Linked DNA regions of Mus musculus: region 1 is linked to region 2. The links are chromatin contacts, called in public Hi-C maps. All regions are on one chromosome and are shown on one strand. Each heading gives the region's core, a stretch centred on a gene start, on an enhancer-like site or on the middle of the called end of the contact. The rest is flanking DNA. Distances are from core to core; before and after follow the strand shown.

What was found. A called contact is a pair of places that touch in the nucleus more often than the background predicts.
Region 1: a contact with region 2 is called in a Hi-C map of double positive thymocytes, with 3 times the contacts expected there. The contact joins the promoter of Rab44 here to the promoter of Fgd2 in region 2. A contact is called at or near these places in 2 of 39 promoter capture datasets (liver and stem cell-derived epiblast-like cells), 3 of 484 Hi-C or Micro-C datasets (the G1E-ER4 cell line, double positive thymocytes and nephron progenitors), 1 of 115 datasets of contacts at active chromatin or transcription factors (large pre-B cells) and 3 of 9 other capture datasets (liver, macrophages and pancreatic islet).

What each region holds. Positions count from the first base shown.
Region 1 is chr17:29,110,278-29,116,170 of GRCm38.p6, reverse strand. Rab44 (RAB44, member RAS oncogene family) reads right to left here and starts at 1,990. Exons shown (of 14, transcript NM_001364848.1): 1 at 1,936-1,990.
Region 2 is chr17:29,359,255-29,364,943 of GRCm38.p6, reverse strand. It overlaps Fgd2 (FYVE, RhoGEF and PH domain containing 2), which reads right to left and starts at 4,030. Exons shown (of 16, transcript NM_013710.4): 1 at 3,787-4,030; 2 at 1,002-1,233; 3 at 1-33. The coding sequence starts at 3,851.

The DNA.
Region 1 (5,893 bases), core at 741-3,240, 250 kb after region 2:
AAGTCGTCCAAGTAACAGCTGGGCTCCACACAGAGCCAACCAGAAACTGAAGGAGTGAGTCTCCTTGAAACTGGCTGCCTGTCTCACCCAGGACGGACCTCCCCAGGGCCGTTTCTGGAACCACGACTCTGTAAGGAAGCGGACACACCAGGGAAGCAGCCCTGGATGGGACAAAGACTTCAGAGCTGTCCACATGCAGGCCAGCTGTGCTTCCTGGGCAGCCAGGGCTGGCCCTGAGCTCAGAAAGTCACAGAAGCACCGTGTACTCCCTGTGAGCGGATAAAGGCACAGACCTGGCCAGATGAGGCTCCTGCAGTAATGGACCTCCAGAGGCAGAGGAGTTCAAATCCCCAAATAAGCTCTTCGAATGTGGGGAACACCTCTCTGCAGTGTGTTCCCAGAAGTCCCCTGGCATTTCGTAGGAAAGTGGTACCTAGGGTCACCTCACTCAGCTCCACCAGGCAAAGACATCTAGGGAAGGGAATCATACTATACCCTGAGGCCAGCGAGGCCTCCAAGTCTGTCAGAATACTGGTCATCCTAGGTCAGGATATCGCCATCCATCACTGACCCTGACACCCCTATTCCATAATAGCATGTCCTAAATTGGTCACAGGCAGGAATGGTCACTGACAGACAGTGGGGACCTTCTTTGGTGAGTCCATGAAAGCCTCTCTCTCTCTCTCTCTCTCTCTCTCTCTCTCACACACACACACACACACACACACACATACACACACACACACACACACACACACTCCACACACTCAGCTCCTAGGCAATTACCCTTACCCTTCACTTGGTGACTCCAAAAGACCCTTCTGTAGTCAGCTGCAGGGTACCCTCCGGCCTCATGCCCGTGTTTCTGATGGATTCTCCTATACACCCTGCACAATGAAAGGCCCCTCACAACCAGTCAAACAATCAAGCCCCAGGTGTCTCCTACACCTCTCCCCTCACCTGGAGCAAACTTGGAAGCCAATGAGCCCTGCTGCTAGCCACCAAGAGATGGCTGGCCACGATGGCACAGACATGGATTTTAGCTCATAGAACAGGGCCCCGAGGCCTCCCATCAAGAATTGGAGAGGAGGGGGGCTGGGCTAAAGAAAAATAAACAAAATGTAAGAATGAAAGAACGGAGGACATAGTAGGACCACAACACAGTAGGACCACAACCTGACATCTGCCAGAGACTACAGGATCTCCCATCCCTACCATCTTGTCACAGAGAGGTGAGAAACTGGGTTAGCCCAGTGTGAAACTTACCTTGGGAAAAGCCAACCACAGCCAATGGTCTCCCACTGCCAACACCCGAGAGCCACCTAGTCCCAATAGCCTGTCCCACCCCACCCCACCCCACCCCAGCTTCACTCACTAACGGATAGAGAAACAGAGTCTCTAAGAAGCCAAGAAGACCTGCCCCATCTCACAAGTCCACAATCTACTCCTCACTCACAGGAGTAATACATACAGCTCGGGCCTCTGTCAGACAGTACAGGAGTACGGAAGTTCAATTTGCACTCCTGAGACTCAGAAGCTAGACAGGAGTTGGGCTTTGAAGTATGACCCCAGCACCCTGAAGATGGAGGCAGGAAGATCAAGAGTTCAAGGTCATCTTCCGCTGTGTAGTGAGTTTAGGACCAACCTGAGCTACACAAGACCCCATCTCAAAAAAAAAAAAAAAAAAAAAAAAAGTCGGTTGGCAGTATATACCTTTAATCCCAGAATTTAGGAGGCAGAGTCAGGTGGATCTCTGTGAGTTCAAGGCCAGCCTTGGCTACATAGAAAGACCCCCATCTCGAAGGAAGGAAGAAGGAAAAAAAGAAAGGAAGGAAGGAAAGAAAGAAGGAAAAGAAACTGCATGGGACCCGTACTGTCCCTCCCCAGCCCCTCCACACAGCAGCATTGCCTGCTGGGGTGAGTCCCAAATCCCACCTCTCAGAGGCTGCCGTTTGCTGGTGCTCCCGGACCTGTGAGGAGGTCACTGTCTGCTCAGCCCACAGAGCCCACACACTCTGCAACTGTCAACAGTCTTGTCTCTTGCCCAATCGCCCCTTTCCGTTCCCTGGCTGCCTCATCTCCTGCGTTCATCTAGGGAACTTCCCCTGGAAAGGGGCCCTGGCTGCACCTTCTGTCTTGCCTGATGCCCTGGGTCCTGGAATTGTAGCAGAAAGTTAGGGCTGGGGAGAGGTTGTGAGCAGAGGTTCTGTGTGTGTGTGTGTGTGTGTGTGTGTGTGTGTGTGTGTTTACGCGCGCGCGCGCGCATCACACTCAGCCTGTAGTAACAAGGCCAGAGTGTCCTCAGCCCAGTAGGAAGGTCAAGCAAGAGAAGCCTCTGTGGCTACAACTGGTGCAGAAAATGCCACAGGGGAACAATACCCCTGTGATGGTTTGTATATGCTTGGCACTTTTAGAAGGTGTGAACTTGTTGGAATGGGTGTGGCCTTGTTAGAGTGGGTGTGGTCTTGTTGGAGTAGGTGTGTCACTGTGGGTATGGGCTTTAAGACCCTCATCCTAGCTGCCTGGAAACTAGTCTACTGCTAGCAGCTTTCAGATGAAGATGTAGAACTCTCACCTCCTCCTGCACCATGCCTGCCTGGATGCTGCCCTGTTCCTGTCTTGATAATAATGGGATGAACCTCTGAACCTGTAAACCAACCCCAATTAAATGTCCTTATAAGACTAGCCCTGGGGCTGGCAAGATGGCACAGTGGGTAAGAGCAACAACTGCTCTTCCGAAGGTCCTGAGTTCAAATCTCAGCAACTATCCATAATGGCTCACAACCATCCGTAATGAGATCTGATCTTGGTGTGTCTGAAGACAGCTACGGTGTACTTATTTTTTTTTAAGATTTATTTATTTATTATATGTAAGTACACTGTAGCTGTCTTCAGACACACCAGAAGAGGGAATCAGATCTTGTTACAGATGGTTGTGAGCCACCATGTGGTTGCTGGGATTTGAACTAAGGACCTTTGGAAGAGCAGTCGGGTGCTCTTACCTGCTGAGCCATCTCACCAGCCCCGTACTTATTTATAATAATAAATAAATCTTTGGGCTGGAGCAAGCAGGGACCGAGCAAGTAGGGCCGACCGGGGTAAGCAGAGATCCTAAATTTAATTCCCAACAACCACATAAAGGCTCACAACCATATGTACAACTACAATGTACTCACATACATTAAATAAATAAATAGGAAAAAAAAAGACTTGCCTTGGTCATGGTGTCTGTTCACAGCAGTAAAACCCTAACTAAGACCCTCCCCCTCACCTCAGGTCCTCACTCAAGGACAGCATATTTGACAGGAGGGGAGCTTGCAGCAAGCTTCCTTCTTAGGAAACAGACTAAGCTAATAGGTTGCAGACCAACAATCATGAGAGCAGCGTGGTACCGGAGCATGATGGTACCAGAGCGTGAAGACGGATGGAGGATGCTGTAGAACAGGACGGGAATGAGCATCCTGTGGTACAGGATGGGATTGGGGCTGCACTTGGAATCTGAGTTATGCAGGGGGATCTGAGTTCAAAGCCAGCCTGGGTTACATGGCTAGGCTTTTTCTCAGAGATTTAAAAAAAAAAAAAAAAAAAAAAAAAAGGAAAAGGAAAAAAAAAGACAGCAATACACTCAAACGTGTGTAAGAACCTCATGCATAAGAAAGACACCATTCCGTGTAAATAAAGAGATTTTGTATTGAATTAGCCCTTAGGAGGATGGGTTACGGCCACAAAAGCCAGAGCACTTGAATTCTATAATCATCCCTACTAGATTGAAGTTTTAGACATTAAAAAAAAAATACACTTATTCAGGAGATGGTGGTGGAACACACCCTTAATCCCAGCACTTGAAAGGTGGAGGCAGGTGGATTTCTGTGAGCTCGAAGCCAGCCTGGTCTATACAGTGAGTTCCAGTGAGGCAGGAGAAACCCCAACTTGAAAAACCAAAAAGAAAAAAGAATATAAATATATATATATTTATATATATATATCACATATATATATTATATACACATTTATATATTTATATAACACTTATTAATTTATGTAGTTTGTGTATATTTGTGTATATTTATTTTGTGCAAATACTTGTGTAGGGGTGTGTACATATGTGTGGAGAGGTGGAGGATGTGGGGAGATGCACATGCATGCCGCATGAGGTTCATATGTGGGGGTCAAAGGGCAACTTGCAGGTGTCAGTTCTCTCCTTCTACGATGTAGTTGGTCCCAGATCCTTGGGGACCTGCCACTGTGCACATGTGCAAACCACAGTTTGCTCATGCAGTCAGAGGATGACTCGAGGGAGCCTCTTTCTACCCTGTGGTAGAAGGCTTCCTGCAAGCTAGGGACTAAGGATTAAAACCAAGAAATAATGATAATAACTAACAAAGCTTCCAGACTGACTTTTGGTCCCTCCCAGCTGTGTGATCTCTTGTCACAGTGTGGTAAACGCTGACACAGACACTATCTGTTCTGGGGCATGATGGAGAGAGCAACCTAGGTCCCCTCCTCCAGTTGCCAGTTCCAAAATATGTCTATCATAGCTTGGGTGGGCAGCAGGGCCTCAGAAGATGGGAACCAGATAGCATCTGGGCAGCCGTTTCCGGAATATTGAGAAAGCCTGGGTTACGTCAAAGATTTCATCTTAACACAGTTGGTCCCCGAGTCCCTACTTGGAATCCTTACCACTTCCCCTTTCTGGCTTATCAAGTAGGCTGTGTGACCAGCAGGCTTCATGATAGATCTTAAGACTCTGACACTCCCTGGGAGTATTGAACCTGGGACTTCAGTTTGTTGGCCATGGTTTTTAGGGGGTGTACTGGCTAGTTTTGTGTCAACTTGACACAGCTGGAGTTATCACAGAGAAAGGAGCTTCAGTTGAGGAAATGCCTCCATGAGATCCAGCTGTAAGGCATTTTCTCAATTAGTGATCAAGGGGGAAAAGCCCCTTGTGGGTGGGACCATCTCTGGGCTGATAGTCTTGGTTCTATAAGAGAGCAGGCTGAGCAAGCCAGGGCAAGCAAGCCAGTAAAGAGCATCCCTCCATGGCCTCTGCATCAGCTCCTGCTTCCTGACCTGCTTGAGTTCCAGTCCTGACTTCCTTGGTGATGAACAGCAGTATGGAAGTGTAAGCCTTTCCTCCCCGACTTGTTTCTTGGTCATGATGTTTGTGCAGGAATAGAAACCCTGACTAAGACAGGGGGCTTTGGGTTTTGTTGTTTGTTTCATCAGTGAAATAGAGGTGATAACCCTGAAAGTGGGTTCAAAGGGTATAAACCATCTAAGATAGTTAGGCAGGAGGATCAAAGTTCAAGGCCAGCCTTGGTTACATAGACAATTGGAAACCAGCCTGGGCTACATAGTGAAACCCTGTCTCAAAAGACCCTAGGAGCTAGAGAGATGGCTCCACAGTTAAGAGCACTTGTTCTGTTTGTTTGTTTTTGTTTTGTTTTGTTTTGTTTTGTATTGTTTTGTTTTTCGAGACAGGGTTTCTCTGTGTAGCCCTGGCTGTCCTGGAACTCACTCTGTAGACCAGGCTGGCCTCGAACTCAGAAATCCGTCTGCCTTTGCCTCCCAAGTGCTGGGATTAAAGGCGTGTGTCACCAAGCTCGGCTAAGAGCACTTGTTCTTGCAGAGGGCTTGGGTTGGGTTCCAAAGCACCCAGGTGGCAGTGTGTGACCATCTGAAATGCCAGTACAAGGGGATCTGACATCCTTGTCTGACCTCTGCTGGCACAGGTATACATATGAGCAAACACTCATACCCATAAAATAACAAAGAAACAAAACCGTTGTATTTAATATTTTTACAGTTATTTTCTCTTAGTCAGGGTTTCTATTGCTGCAATAATCACCATAACCAAAACAACTTGGAGAAGAAAGGATTTAGTTAACTTACA
Region 2 (5,689 bases), core at 2,781-5,280:
AAGCTCTCGCACGACCCTCTTCTCCTCAGGTTCCTACAGGGGTAGAAGAGAAGGGTGGACAACTTGGCTTGCCACTCCTCAGAAGACAACGTTGCTCTGTCTAATAAGCAAACCCTCTGGCATTCCCGTTTTCCTGGTATACCAGGTCTGGCACTGGACCAGCTTTCATAGTACAGCCTAGAAAGGTGCCCTGCTCCAGGGCTGAGTCTTCAGGTTAAATGGTCTCCACCTGGGCTTTCGTGGGAACAGGGAGTCAAGGGGCTACTGTGAAAGACACCTGGCTGCCTGGCGGGGAGCCTCCTCTAGGAGGCCACACACACAAAGGGGAAGACACATAGAGAAGGGTCTAGCATCCCAGCTGAGCCATCCTCTGGCTCCTCAGAGCTCAGGGGAGCATCAAGGTTACATGAGATCATAAGGATAGGCTGGAGAGATGGCTCAGCGGGTAAGAGCACTGACTACTCTTCCAAAGGTCCTGAGTTCAAATCCCAGCAACCACATGGTGGCTCACAACCATCTGTAATGAGATCTGATGCCCTCTTCTGGTGTGTCTGAAGACAGCTACAGTGTACTTATGTATAATAATAAATAAATCTTCGGGCCGGAATGAGCAGGGACTGAGCAAGCAGGGCCGACTTGGAGCGAGCAGGGTTGACTGGAGCAAGCAGAGGTCCTAAAAATTCAATTCCCAACAAACACATGAAGGCTCACAACCATCTGTACAACTACAGTGTACTCACATACATAAAATAAAATTTTTAAAAATCTTTAAAAAAATGATGGGGCCACAAATCAATGTGGTTGGTGACCTTTTAAGGAGAGTTAGAGCGACCCTGTGACCCCAGCTCTGGGGATACAGAAGTAGAGAGTTTAAGGCCCATCTGGGCTACACTGTAGGATCCTGTCTTGAATAGGAGGAAGAAAAGGGAGAGGAGAGAGAAAGAGGAAGAGATGGAAGGCCAAGAGGTCCTACTACCCATTCCCCAGTCAGAGTCCCTCACCTGTGTCTCTGGCCCCGGGCTGACCCCAGGCTGACAGGATCTCCTCCAAGCCCCACTCGATAACTTGTTCTTGAGGGAACTCAGATATGTCCTGCTCACTGGCCGGAATTCAGACTTCAAGGCCTCCTTGACAGGGGGTGCCTCCCAAGGCTCTGGGGACAGGGACAGCTGGTGTTCAGGGCTATGGGGCTGGTCCTCAAGGCTATGGGATCCAGGTGCTTCTCCCGGAGTCCTGCTGAGAACAGACCACACTTGAGGGTCTCCTCAGGGTAACCTGTGTGAGCCACTGGTGTTCATGGGTTCCCAAGTGCCTGGCACAGTGTAGGAACCTGTCAAAGCTTATGAATCTTCCTCAGCCCCCTTCCTCCTCCCTTTTTTTTGAGCCAGAGACTCAAGTACCACAGGCTAGCCTTGACCCCTTTATAGTGGAAGACGACCTTGGACTTCTGGTGCTAGGATCACATGCATGAACCACTACGTCTGGCTTACATGGTGTGGCCAGGGGGGTGCGGGGGGCGGCAGGGTTTTGTGCACGATAAGCAAGTGCTCTACCAACAGAGCCACGTCCCAGGTGCCACCAGCATCCTTCTGAGTGTCCTCTGGGAGGGAACTCCATCAGTCCCTAAATGAGTCATTATGGCCTATTTTATTCTCTGGGGAACTACATACTTCCCTGTTTCAAATGCAAACACATCTAGAGAGAACCCCTCCTTTGGCACACAGATCTTTCAGGGGCTCCCTCAGGATCACGCCCACCTATGTTCTTCCCCCTTGCTTTCATCTCTGTATCTCTCCCGATACATCAAGGGAAGGTGGGCGCCAGAGAGTAATTCAGAGCAGGGACTCAGATGCTGAAACTGGGCCTTTTCAGGGATGCCTATGGCCTTCACACAATTACCAGGGGACAAAGCCATCCTGCAGAGCAGGGTCCCTGTTCCCCAGGTTCAGCCCTCACAGGACAGTTTTGCTGTGCAGCATTTACCAGTCCTTTGTAGGCCAGAGAAACCCACACTGCCAGAGCCAGGCATGTGCAGGGAGATAGCCAGGGTGACAGCGCTGGGTAGGCATCCCCTCGAGAAAGACAGACAGGGAAACGGAGGCCAGACAGGTACCGAGCCTCCAAACCCGATGAGAAAGAATGTCCCTGCGTCCATGCTGCAGATGTGGAGACTGAGGCAGAAAGGATGGGAACCTGAAAGTGGGGCAGGTAGGGGCAGCTGACATCCAAACCTCCATGCTAAGCTGTCTTTCCTCTTGATGTCAAGGACAGAGAGACCCAGAGAGCTGAGGTGATTGTCCTGGTCACAGGGCCTGGTGTAGGAAGAAGGACCGAGGTGGCCCATTCCAGACATAGAAAATGGAGTTCCTTGGCCTCAGGGCCTGCAGCCAGGGAGAGGGGGTTGGGTGAGAGGGTGCTGAGTCTCAGGTTTTTCTCCTGTACATTTGGTTTCAGCTTCTGCATTTCTAAGCACTCAGGCCTGTGCCTGTTTCCTCTCTAGCCCTCAGTTTCAGATCAGCTAGGCACCAAGGGCTCCACAGAGAGACGCCTGCATGGTCCCCTTGCTCAGAGCCTGACTCTCACACTCCTGACCACGCTTCTAGTGACCCACTCCTCTGTATGGCTACTCTACCTGCAAGGTGCAGCCAGACACCACTCAGTAGCCCAAGGGCTGGCATCTACATGAGCCTACGCCCCCTCCAGCATGAGTGTGGTGGGCCAAGAGGGCGGTGGGAATGAGCTGTCCCAGGTGCTGAATAGGATGCACTCAGCCAAGCTCCTGGAGAGGCAGAGTCAGGCTGCTCACCCAGGAAGTGAAACTTCTGCAGGGGTGAATGTGGGCTTCCACGTGGAGGCCCCAGGCACCTCCTGTGCATGGCCTGCAGGCCCACAACACAGCGTGGAGGCCTTCCCAGGGCATCTAAAGCCTGTGGCCTGGTGTCTCAGAAGGACGGAACTTTGTATCACAAGTAGAAATCTACCCCTGCATCCTCCACAGAACTCTAGGCACTAAGCTTTGTTCTTGTGGCTCCCGAGGGCTGGGGACTCTGGTGGCAGACTCCTTATCTTCATGTAAGAGTGCTGCTTTACCCAGCATCTAGCTGCTGAAGGCATGGGGACTCACTGTGGTGTACCCGGGTTCTGGAACCCTCTACAACAATCCAGGGCTCAGCCCCTCCCTCCACCTGCCCCTCCTCCCCTCGTCTCTCAGGTCCCCACAGCTTCCCCCTAAGCCTCCTGAGGCCAACCTCTATCTGCTTCCAGAGGACCAAAGGCACTCCCAAACCACAGGCCTGCAAAGCGGTTTCATGTCTCACACTCACGCCCCTCCAAGGCCACTCAGGACCCCTCCCACTCCTGGCTTTGTCTTTTCCCTTCAGACACAAGTGCCAGCACAGCCCCAAAATTCAAAGAAGCTAGTTCCTGTGTCCCCTCTTCTGTTCTCCCTATGATGGGAACCAAACAAGTCACACCCTAGGGCCATCAGAGTAAGCCCTGAGGTATAGAAAGGAACTTAGGAGAGAGGCCTGGTGAGCATGGCTCTGCTTTGTCCCAGTCAGCCACATTCCATCTGTGTCCCGCCTTCCTGTTCCCATTTGTGTCCTGGTGTGAGTGGGATGTGTGTGTGCATGGATTGGAGATCTCCCATGCTCACCCTGTCCAGCTTACTACCACAAGAGCAGTGGTTGCCTGTACTGCCAGGCACCCAGGATGGAGGGACCCCAGGTGCTGCCCCAAAGTACCAGATCAGATAGAAGGGCTCGACCCCTCCCCCACCATCTGTACCTGTTGTTCTCAAACACAGCCACCAGGTTGCACACTGAGTCCTGCTTCTCACAGGCTCGCTCCATCCTGCTAGCCTGCAAGGTGGTCCTCAGTTACCCCAGAAGCAGGGAGGGAGGCAATAGGCTGGTGCCCTCAGCACTCCCTGGCCAGCGGGTGAAGCAGGTCTACCACAGCCTGGAATCTGCCCATCGCTTCTGACTGCCTTGGGGCAGTTCCTATCTTCAGAGTGAAAAAAGAGGAAGTGGTCCCAGTAGCTTGGAAGAGAGGCCAGCACTCCCTACTGTGGGAGGAGCCTGTCAAACTCTCCTTGCTGTGGGAGGAGCCTGTGAAGTACTGCCCGGCCCTCTTGGCATCTGACCTTTACCTCTCAGATACTTCTACCCAGTCCTGTTAGAGAAGGCACGGGCTGTGGCAACAGTGGTCACAGGACGTTTCTGGAGCCGGATCCTGGGATGAGCAGCTTCCTGGATATCCAATTCTCTGCATGGGGGGAAAGGGGACGGCTCAGGGATGTTTTACTTAGTACCATTCTCAGCATCTTCCTTGCATCTGGCGCTGTGCACTGCTGATGGAAAAACAGCTTTTAAATTAAAATGGACCACAGGGTTGGGGATGTAGCTCAGCTGATAGAGAATGCTTGCTTGGCATGCGGGAAGCCCAGGGCTTTATCCTCAGCACTGTAGAACTGGGTATCATGGCACATGCCCATGGCACCCACTTGAGAGGAGAAGTCCAAGTTCTTCCTTGACAACGTAATGAGTATAAGACCAGATTCGGCTACGTGAGACCTGTCTCAAAAAAAAAAATGGGGTCGGATGGGGTGGGCTTTGAGATGGTTCAGGGGTAAGAGTACTTGTAGCCAAGCCTGGCAGCTTGAGTCTAACCCTGGAGCCCCACATGGTGGAAAAAAAATAGACTTTTCCTTTCTTTTTATTTACTTTTATTTTTTATGTGTATGAGTGTTTGGCCTGTGTGAGTCTATTATACCACATTCGTGCCTGGTACCCACAATGGTCAGAAGAGGGTGTTGTGGGAATGGGACCTAGGTCCTTTCTAAGTTCTCTTAACCTCTGAACCAATTCTCCACCCAAAATGCAGACTCTTTCAGGTTGCCTCTGGGCTCCAACCCACACACACTGTATCTCTTGTACTCCTACCCTAAAAAAAACATCTAAAGCTGAACTGGTGGTGGCACACACCTTTAGTCCCAGCACTCGGGAGGCAGAGGCAGGCAGATCTCTGAGTTTGATGCCCACTTGGTCTACAGAGTAACTTTTTTTTTTTTTTTCAAGACAGGGTTTCTCTGTAGCCCTGACTGCTCTGGAACTCACTTTGTAGACCAGGCTGGCCTCGAACTCAGAAATCCACCTGTCTCTGCCTCCCAAGTGCTGGGATTAAAGGCGAGCGCCACCACGCCCAGCTCCAGAGTAACTTTTAAGACAGCTGGGGCTACACAGAGAAACCCTGTCCGGAAAAAAAAAAAAAAAGAAAAATAGGGCAAACAAAACAAAAAACCCCACAGACTGTGAGGATATGCAGGAAGGGGTCCTGTGGTCCCCAACACCTCTTTGGATGCTTTTGTCTTAATGATGTTGATATTTCTCTAGTGGCCCGGGTTGGAGAGCCCCTATGGGTTAGAGCTAACAAGTCTCCTCTCTTTCACTCCCATAGCTGTGTTACACAGTGTGCTCCCTTATCAGAAATGGAGGCCAATGGAAGTCAAGACACCTGACTGAGGTCACCCAGGAAGAACAGGGGAAGAACTGCCATTTCTGAAGCCCAGGTAAGTGTCCTATGACTCCAGCAAAGACCCAGGGAACCTGGAGGGTGACCTCCATGCACTCCATCCTCAGGGTCCCCTGATCACAGCACCCTAGGGAAATCTGCCTCTTGGTCACTCAGG